Linked DNA regions of Sus scrofa: region 2 is linked to region 1. A link is a contact called in public Hi-C data. All regions are on one chromosome and are shown on one strand. The core of a region is the stretch at or near the end of the contact, and the rest is flanking DNA. Distances in the headings are between cores, read along the strand shown. Region 1 holds the start of LOC100522455 (multidrug resistance protein 1). Region 2 holds the start of ABCB1 (ATP-binding cassette, sub-family B (MDR/TAP), member 1).

What was found. A called contact is a pair of places that touch in the nucleus more often than the background predicts.
Region 2: a Hi-C map of omental adipose tissue shows a contact between it and region 1, with 7 times the contacts expected there. The contact joins the promoter of ABCB1 here to the promoter of LOC100522455 in region 1. A contact is called at or near these places in 3 of 5 promoter capture datasets (liver and skeletal muscle) and 20 of 47 Hi-C or Micro-C datasets (blood, differentiating spermatogonia, embryonic fibroblasts and 9 more).

The regions. Positions count from the first base shown.
Region 1 is chr9:92,835,676-92,839,833 of Sscrofa11.1, forward strand. It overlaps LOC100522455 (multidrug resistance protein 1), which reads left to right and starts at 2,053. Exons shown (of 28, transcript XM_013989592.2): 1 at 2,053-2,369; 2 at 2,911-2,984. The coding sequence starts at 2,917.
Region 2 is chr9:93,048,461-93,052,618 of Sscrofa11.1, forward strand. It overlaps ABCB1 (ATP-binding cassette, sub-family B (MDR/TAP), member 1), which reads left to right and starts at 2,327. Exons shown (of 27, transcript NM_001308246.1): 1 at 2,327-2,394. The coding sequence starts at 2,327. LOC100522818 (a long non-coding RNA gene) reads right to left here and starts at 3,242. Exons shown (of 2, transcript XR_299049.3): 1 at 1,377-3,242.

The DNA.
Region 1 (4,158 bases), core at 803-3,302:
TCAAGGATGTACTATACAGCACAGGGAACTATATTCAATATCTTGTAATAACCTGTAAAGCTGGAACAAGGTAAAGCAAAAGTGGAAATGTTACGTCAGTAGACTAGTTAAAATAGCCTCCAACAGATTAAATCTTATTCTTTTAGCCCACTCAGTCTCTCTCTCTATGCCTTTTCTCACTTAATTGCACCTTTGCAAGTGATTGCCTTCTGGTTTGAATTGTATAATGCACCTGGTGTTCACTGCTCTGATGTTTATTGCTCTGAAAAAAACAAAAACTTTCCAACACTCCCATCTTTGTAAGTATTCTTCATTCCAGAAAGAAAGTCACCATAACCCCAGAGACCATCAGGGCTTGTCCCAAGACCCTTTGATGCCGGTTTTGAAATTTTCCAAGGTGAAGAATGCAAGCTTACACCTACACTTGCTTATCCTTATCTGCAGCTTGATTTCCCACTTCTAAACTATGAGACCCCTTTCTGGTTCCCTCTCAAGGGAGACTACTGTCCTTAGGGCCTTAGCTGGCTGTGGCCTCCTTTGCCAGATAAAGCAATTAAAGCTACTCTTTTCTACTTCACCCTAAACTCCATCACCCTGTTTCTATTTGGCACAGGTGAACAGAGGGCGAGTTTGGGAAACAGAAACAAAGAGCAGAGGCAGGAATCATAGTAAAAACGCATATGAAAAAGAGGAACGAGATAGATATACATTTGCCCCAGGTGGATCACGGGGTGTTGTTAGGCCTTAAAACAGTTGGATAGATGCTGTGCACATGCATATTCAATTAGAACACAGAGTAAATGTTAGAAACCTGTTAGAAAGTCTAATTAATAGTTTGTAATGAAAAAAACCTGACTGTATGGCTCAGGAAAAGAAAATCAAGGTAAGGAAAATTTGGAATAAAAGGTGGAAAGAAAATTATGGCTTTGAAGTATGAGTTACTCAAACATAGGGAAAGTACACTATGCAGTAACAAATAAAAGGGTTTTCTTCCTTTAAAGTTTTGCGGTGAGCTGAGAGGTAACTCATATTTTAGAGAAGGCAAACAAAAGGTTGCAAAAACATCCATTTCCCCTAGGTTGATAAGGGTGAAAAGCCCTAATGTGAGATAACGCTGCTTTATGAATTTGAGTTGTGAAGATTGCACTTGGTTTCATTAACTTGTGGAAAAGACAGAGGACCAGAAAAAAATGGTAACAGTAAATACGGAATTAAATTACAACTAAAGGAATATGCTAAAATACACAAAACTTTAATTATCCAGATTAAAATGTAAGAGTTTAGGAGTTCCCATTGTGGCTCATGGGGTTAGGAACCCGACTAGTATCCATGAGAATGTAGGTTCAATCCCTGACCTGGCTCAGTGGGTTAAAGGATCCAGAGTTGCCACAAGCTGCTGCATAGGTAGAAGATCAGGCTGGGATCTGTTTGCTGTGGCTTTGGCACAGCCTGGCAACTAAGGCACCAATTTGACCTCTAGCCTGGGAACCTCCATATGCCATGGGTGTTGCCCTTAAAAAAAAAAAAAAAAGCCAAAAAAAATAGAAGAGCTTTAAAATGTCTTGAGAATAACATTATCATTACTCTGATGGCTTATATTTGAAAACATTCCATTCTTTTAAATACATTTCTACCTGTTTTCACTCATGTGTTTAAAAAAATCTTCCTATTTATTTCTTTCCATTTATCTTCAAACAAAAGGTAACAGATAAACCTCAGAAACTGTCAAACATACTGAAGAAAGACTTGTAGAAAATTTTCACCTGGCCTTTTTAAAGGCACTGCTAGGAAGGGAAGTCTAAATCATTTTAACTACTGTATGGGCACAAGGTCGGAGGTGGTTTTATTAAATATATTGGATGAGCTACCAAAGAAAATTTCCTTTTTCTACTCGCGACACAAGGAGTGGATTGTATATCCACATCCATATCTATCTATACATACTTCTGTGGATATGAAGATTTCTGAGGACTTGCACAGACATGACTCTATAATTGTAAATGTCCCTAATGATTCAGCTGATAAGCATTCCTCTACTTGCCCTTTTGCTGAGGGGCAACAGAAGCAAGGACATTCCTCCTGCAATTCCAACCTGTTTCCTAACTCATAGTGCAATCAGCTTCAATCGAGAGGGCGGGGAGTACTTCTGAGCGGTCCGGCTGATTGGCAGGGCTGCAGAGCTTTTGGGTGTGGGCTGCAGGCCCCCTGCGCCTTTGCCCCAGGAAGCCAGGACATATTTGAGCAGCGGCTCCTCCAAGGTTCAAAGTGGTTTAGGTCGCTGTGCGCATCCACCGGAGGCTTCCTGTTAGAGTTTGCATCTCTTCTTCCCAAATCCACGTCGTGGTGGACGTTCCGAAGGAAAGCCCGAGGTAAGAGCGCGCGAATCTGGGCACTAGATGGAGACGGTTCGCGGGAAGGGTGGGCGCTCCAGTTTTCCGAGTTTGGGCCGGGTGGGAGAAGGGCTTCGGAGAGGAGGAGGGGTGGATTCCAATTGACAAGTCCAAAGAGACCGGGTGGAGTTGGAGTTATTCTCAGTTGGGGAGCTCCTGGGGCATCTAGTTTTGGACACTGGCCGCTCGTCCTGGAGTGTCTCTCCCTGAGCCCATAGAGCCGGTTTGGTACCTGAAGCCGGGCTCTGGGAACCTGTGGACGGCGAGGCGAACCAGGAGGCAGAACCGCAGTGGCAGCGGGCACAGTCCAGGACGCGCTGGCGCCCTGCCCCTCTGCTCACCTGCGGCGGCTGGATGCCAGGCACCGAGGCAGGTCCCTGAGGCAGCCACCGCGACTTCTGGCGGCTAGAGCATCAGGGCGAGCGCTCTGCCTTACCGCTCCCCGCAGAAGTCAGGCTCTGTCTCACCTCTGCCTTCCAGGGTTCTTGCATTTGGCTACTCCGCTGTGGTTTTTCCTCAGGTCGCGATGGATCTTGAAGAAGGCCGAAACAAAGGAACGGGGAAGAAGAACTTCTTAAAAAGGGACCAAAAAAGGTAGCCAGTTTGTTTCACTTTCAGATTTTATATAGCTTGAGAGATTTGGGAGATCTGTTTCTAGCCTCCAGCTCTGAAATAAATGAAGGGTTGGTGATGATGATGATGGTGCTGATGAAGACGTTGATTTTAATCTTAAATTCTAGAGGCTTCAGAAGTTTGCTGGCTGCGTTTCGTGGTGAGCTTCTTCCTCAGCTTTCTGGCCCCCACTGATGGTCACATTCTTCTCTCTCTCTCTCTCTCTCTCTCTCTCTCTCTCTCTCTCTCTCTCTCTGTGAGTGTGTGTGTTTCTCTTTTCTAGGGCCGCACTTTCGGGATAGGGAGACTCCCAGGCCAGGGGTCCAATTGGAGCTGATGCTACAGCTACTTGCCTCTGTCACAGCCACAGCAACGAAGGATCCTTAACCCACTGAGCAAGTTCAGGGATAGAACCTGTGTCCTCATGGATGCTAGTCATATTGGTTAACCATTTGGAAACTCCTTCTTCTTCATGTTTTAAAACCTTCTTTATAAGTGATGTCAGTTGGCCACGAGCCTGAACTTTGTGCTGTGCTTGTGCTTTGCTGTCCAATCTGTTGCTTCTGGGTAAAACAGTCACATAAACAATTTTGTGTTTGTGTCATAGCAGATGGGACAGAAGGCCACAGCTACATTTAGGCTTTTTTTTTTTTTTTTTCCTCCTTTTTAGAACGGTACCAGAGGCATATGGAGGTTCCCATGCTAGGGGTGGAATTGGCCTATGCCACAACCAGAGCAATGCAGGATCCAAGCTGAGTCTGTAACCTACACCACAGCTCTCCACAAAGCCAAATCCTTAACCCACTGAGAGAGAACAGGGATTGAACCTGCAACCTCATCGTTACTAGTCAGATTCATTACTGCTGTGCCAGGAGGGGGACTCCCTATGCATTCTTTTTTTTTTTTTTTTTAAAGGCAATGACTATCTGACCCCTGGAGAAGAAGTTATTTGGAGAGTCTAGTACCAAAGAAATTGCTAGAATGATTTGAAATGATCTTGATTGAAATTATCCCCTTAGGGAAAATAATTATATTCTGATTGCAGTGCAGTGTCTGTATAGAAAATTTCAAACTTTGCTCAATAAGCTCTTAGCAAATTATAAAATAAAATGAATTAGTGAATGTATTAACACTATTAGAAACCAAGCTTTTCAGT
Region 2 (4,158 bases), core at 1,077-3,576, 210 kb after region 1:
AAACATTTCCTGATGGTCAAATCTTTGTAAGTATTCTTCATTCCAGAAAGAAAGTCACCATAACCCCGGAGACTATCAGGGCCTGTCCCAAGACACTTTGATGCCAGTTTTAAAATGTTCCAAGGTGAAGAATGCAAGCTTATCCTTATCTGCAGCCCAGTTTTCCACTTCTAAACTATGAGACCCCTTCCCTCTCAAGGGAGAGTGCTGTCCTTAGGGCCTTAGCCGGCTGTGGCCTCCTTTGCCAGGTAAAGCAATTAAAACTATTCTTTACTTCACCCTAAACTCTGTTTCTATTTGGCACAGGTGAACAGAGGGCGAGTTTGGGAAACAGAAACAAAGGCATGAATCATTAAAAACGCATGTGAGAAAGAGGAATGAGATACATATATATTTGCCTCAGGTGGACCACAGGGTATTGTTAAGCCTTTAAGCAGTTGGATGGATGCTGTGCACATGCATATCCAATTAGAATGCTGAGAAAATGCTAGAAACCTGTTAGAAAGTCTAAATAGCAGTTGGTAATGAAAAAAAAAAAAAACCTGATTGTATGTTTCAGAAAAAAAAATCAAGGTAAGGAAAATTTGGAATAAAAGGTGGAAGGAAAATTATGGCTTTGAAGGATGAGTTACTTAGCAAATGTAAGGTAAATACACACTATTCAATAAAAAATGAAAGGTTTTTCTTCCTTTAAACTTCTGCGGTGAGCTGAGAGGTAACTCATATGATGGAGAACACAAACGAAGATTACAAAAACATCCATTTCCCCTAGGTTGATAAGTACAACCTATCAACCTCTGATATGAGTTAATGCTGTTTTATGAACTTGAGTTGTGAAGATTGGTCTTACCTTTTAATAACTTGAGGAAAAGAGAGAAGACCAGAAAAGAAATGCTAACAGTAAATAGGGAATTACAACTTAAGGCATATGCTAAAATAAATCATACTTTATACTAATGAGAATTAAAATGTAAGAGTTTTTTTTTTTTAATACCTTGAGAAAAACATAAGTATTACTCTGAGGGTGAAAATTTGAAAATATTATGTAATTTTAAATACATTTCAATCCTAAATGTGCACTTAGACTTTTTTTTAAACTTTCTATTTCTTTCTTTCCATTTATTTTCAATAAAAGATAACAGATACACCCCAGAAATTGTCAAACATACTGAAGAGACTCCTGTAGAAAAATTTCACCTGGCCTTTTTAAAGGAGCTACTAGGAAGAGAAGCAAATCATTTTAACTCCAGCATAGGCACAAGGTCGGAGGTAGTTTTATTAAATATATTGGATGAGGTACCAAAGAAAATTTACTTTTTCTACTCGCGACACAAGGAGTGGATTGTATATCCACATCCATATCTATCTATACATACTTCTGTGGATATGAAGACTTCTGAGGACTTGCACAGACATGACTCTATAATTGTAAATGTCCTTCATGATTCAGTTGATAAGCGTTCCTCTAGTTGCTCTTTTGCTGAGGGGCAACAGAAGCAAGGACATTCCTCCTGCAATTCCAACCTGTTTCCTAACTCGTAGTGCAATCAGCATGCAATCAAGAGGGCCTGCAGTAGTTCTAGAGCGGTCTGGCTGATTGGCTGGGCTGTAGAGCGCAGGGGTGTGGGCTGCACTTTTACTCCTCTCACCATTCGCCACAGGAAGCCTGGACGTATTGAGCCGCGGCTCCTTCTAGGCCCCGAAGTCCGAGACCGCTGTGCGCTTCCTCCGGGAGCTTCCCGGGAGTCCTTCCTCCGGGAGTCTGCCTCTCTTCTTCCAAAAATCCACGTCTTAGCGGACGTTCAGAGGGAAAGCCCGAGGTAGGGGCGCGCGAAGCTGGGGACGAGATGGAGACAGTTCGCAGGGAAAGTGGGCCCTCCAATTTTCTGAGCTTGGTTCCAGTGAGAGAAGGGTTTGGGGCGGGGGGCGGATTCCAATTGGCAAGTCCAAGAGGAGCCAGGGGAATGAGAGTTATCTCAGTTGGGGAGCTCCCCGGCACCTTATTTTCGGTCCTGGCCGCTCGTCTTGGAAGCTGGGCTCTGAGCCTGTGGACCGCGAGGGTAACCGGGAGGTAGAGCTGCAGCGGCAGCGGGCAAAGTCCAGGACGCGCCGGCGCCCTGCCCCTCTGCTCGCGTGCGGAGGCTGGATGCCGGGCGCGGAGGCAAGTCCGTGAGGCAGCCACCGCGGCTTCTGGCGGCTAGAGCATCAGGGCGAGCGCTCTGCCCTACCGCTCCCCGCGGAAGTCTTGCTCTGTCTCACCTCGGCCTTCTGTGGTTCTGCGGTTCTTGCACTTGGCCAGTCTGCTCTGGTTTCTCCTCAGGTCGCGATGGATCTTGAAGAAGGCCGAATCGAAAGAGCAGGGAAGAAGAACTTCTTGAAAAGGGATAAAAAAAGGTAGCCACTTAGTTTTACTTTCAGATTTATAAGGCTTAAGAGATTTGGGAGATTTGTTTCTAGCCCCCATCTCTGAAATAAATGAAGGGACGATGATGATGACGATGGTGATGTTAATCTTAGATTCTAGCGGCTTCAGAAGTTTGCTGGCCGAGTTGGTTGAGCACAGCGTTTGCGTGGTGAGCTTCTTCCTCAGCTTTCTGGCCCCCCACTGATGATCACATCCTTTTCTGTGTTGTAAAAACTTTCTGCTTTACAAGCCATGTTGATCGCACACGATCCTGAGCCCTGTGTCGTGCTTGTGCTCTGCTTTGTGGTTGAGTCAGTTCCTTCTGGTAAAAAGGTCACATAAACAATTTCATGTTTGTGGCATAGCAGATGCGATGGAAGGCCACAGCTACATTAAGGCATTCCTTTTTTTAAAGGCAATGACTATCTGACCCTGTAGAAGAAATTGTGAGGAGACCCTAGTACCAAAGAAATTGCTAGAATGATTTGAAAGATCCTGATTGAAATTATCCCCATAGGGAAAAGAATTATCTTTTATTCTGATCACAGTATAGTGTCTGTACAGAAAATTTTGAACTTTGCTCACTAAGCTATTAGTAAATTAAAACAAATTAGTAAACATGTTGATACTATTTGAAATCAAGCTTTTCAGTAAAAGAAATACAAATGTGAACATTAAGTTTTTAAAAAGCAATGTTGAATTTGAATTAGAAACTTTAGTGTAATTTCATTTTTTTTTTAATAGTTCCATTTCTGTCTGACTTAAGAGTAGCAGTGAGCACTCTTAGTGTCAGATCTTGGTTTCTCAAAAAACCTTGTAAGGAGGAATCTGTATCCCATAGAAAAAGAACTAATAGGAACTGAGCCTGGAGTATCTTGTGGTACCTGAAAACAGGAATGGAGTTCAGTGAATTGTCAAAAAGGACACAGAAACTGGTTGACGTGTCTTCCACAGGCCAAATTTGGGCATTAAAAAGAATAATGACTGTCCCTAATTGTACTTTATTCAGTATTTCTCAATCTGTGAATCCTTAATTAAGTTCTGAGAAGAAAAGGAAAACTAAAAGGGTGGGATAAGTAGAGAGAACGTTCTTTACAGGAAAATGCCAACTGTCCCACTGAAACCTGCATTATTATAATTGACTCAGGCAAGGATTGTTAATGGATCCTCAGCCTCTCAGAGAAAGGTTGAATCTAAGAATTAACCCAAATTCTTAATTGGGGAAAGGAAAGTGTGGTTTTCCAGTGGAGAGATTTTGCATTTAGCAGCTGTAACCAAGTGATCAGACCTGGCATCGCTCATGGTGGAATAGACTGTGCTGGTGACAGGACATCACCCAGGAAGTACGCTCGAAGAACCCCTCAGTGAATCCAGTGAAGCTTCCAGACTAATGCTGCCCAGTAGAAATAAAATGTGAACTACATTTGTAATGATTAGTTTTCTAGTAGCAACATTTGAAAAGTGGAAAGAAACAGGTAAAATTAATTTTGAAAATAAATTTTAAGGACCCAAGTATATTAAATTATTACCATTTCTACATGTAATCAGAATTATTAAAGAAGTAGTTTGCATTCACTGCATTTCATACTTACTGTACATTTCAGTTGGGAGTCGTTTGAAACAGACTTGTCTAAGATGTGGACATTCTATAAGATATCGGTTCTCTTTCCTATAAAAAGTCAATGTTTGGCAGGAGGTGGAAGGTAGAAGGGCTTCTAGATTTAAAAGAGAGACTTAAGAGACAAAACCACCCA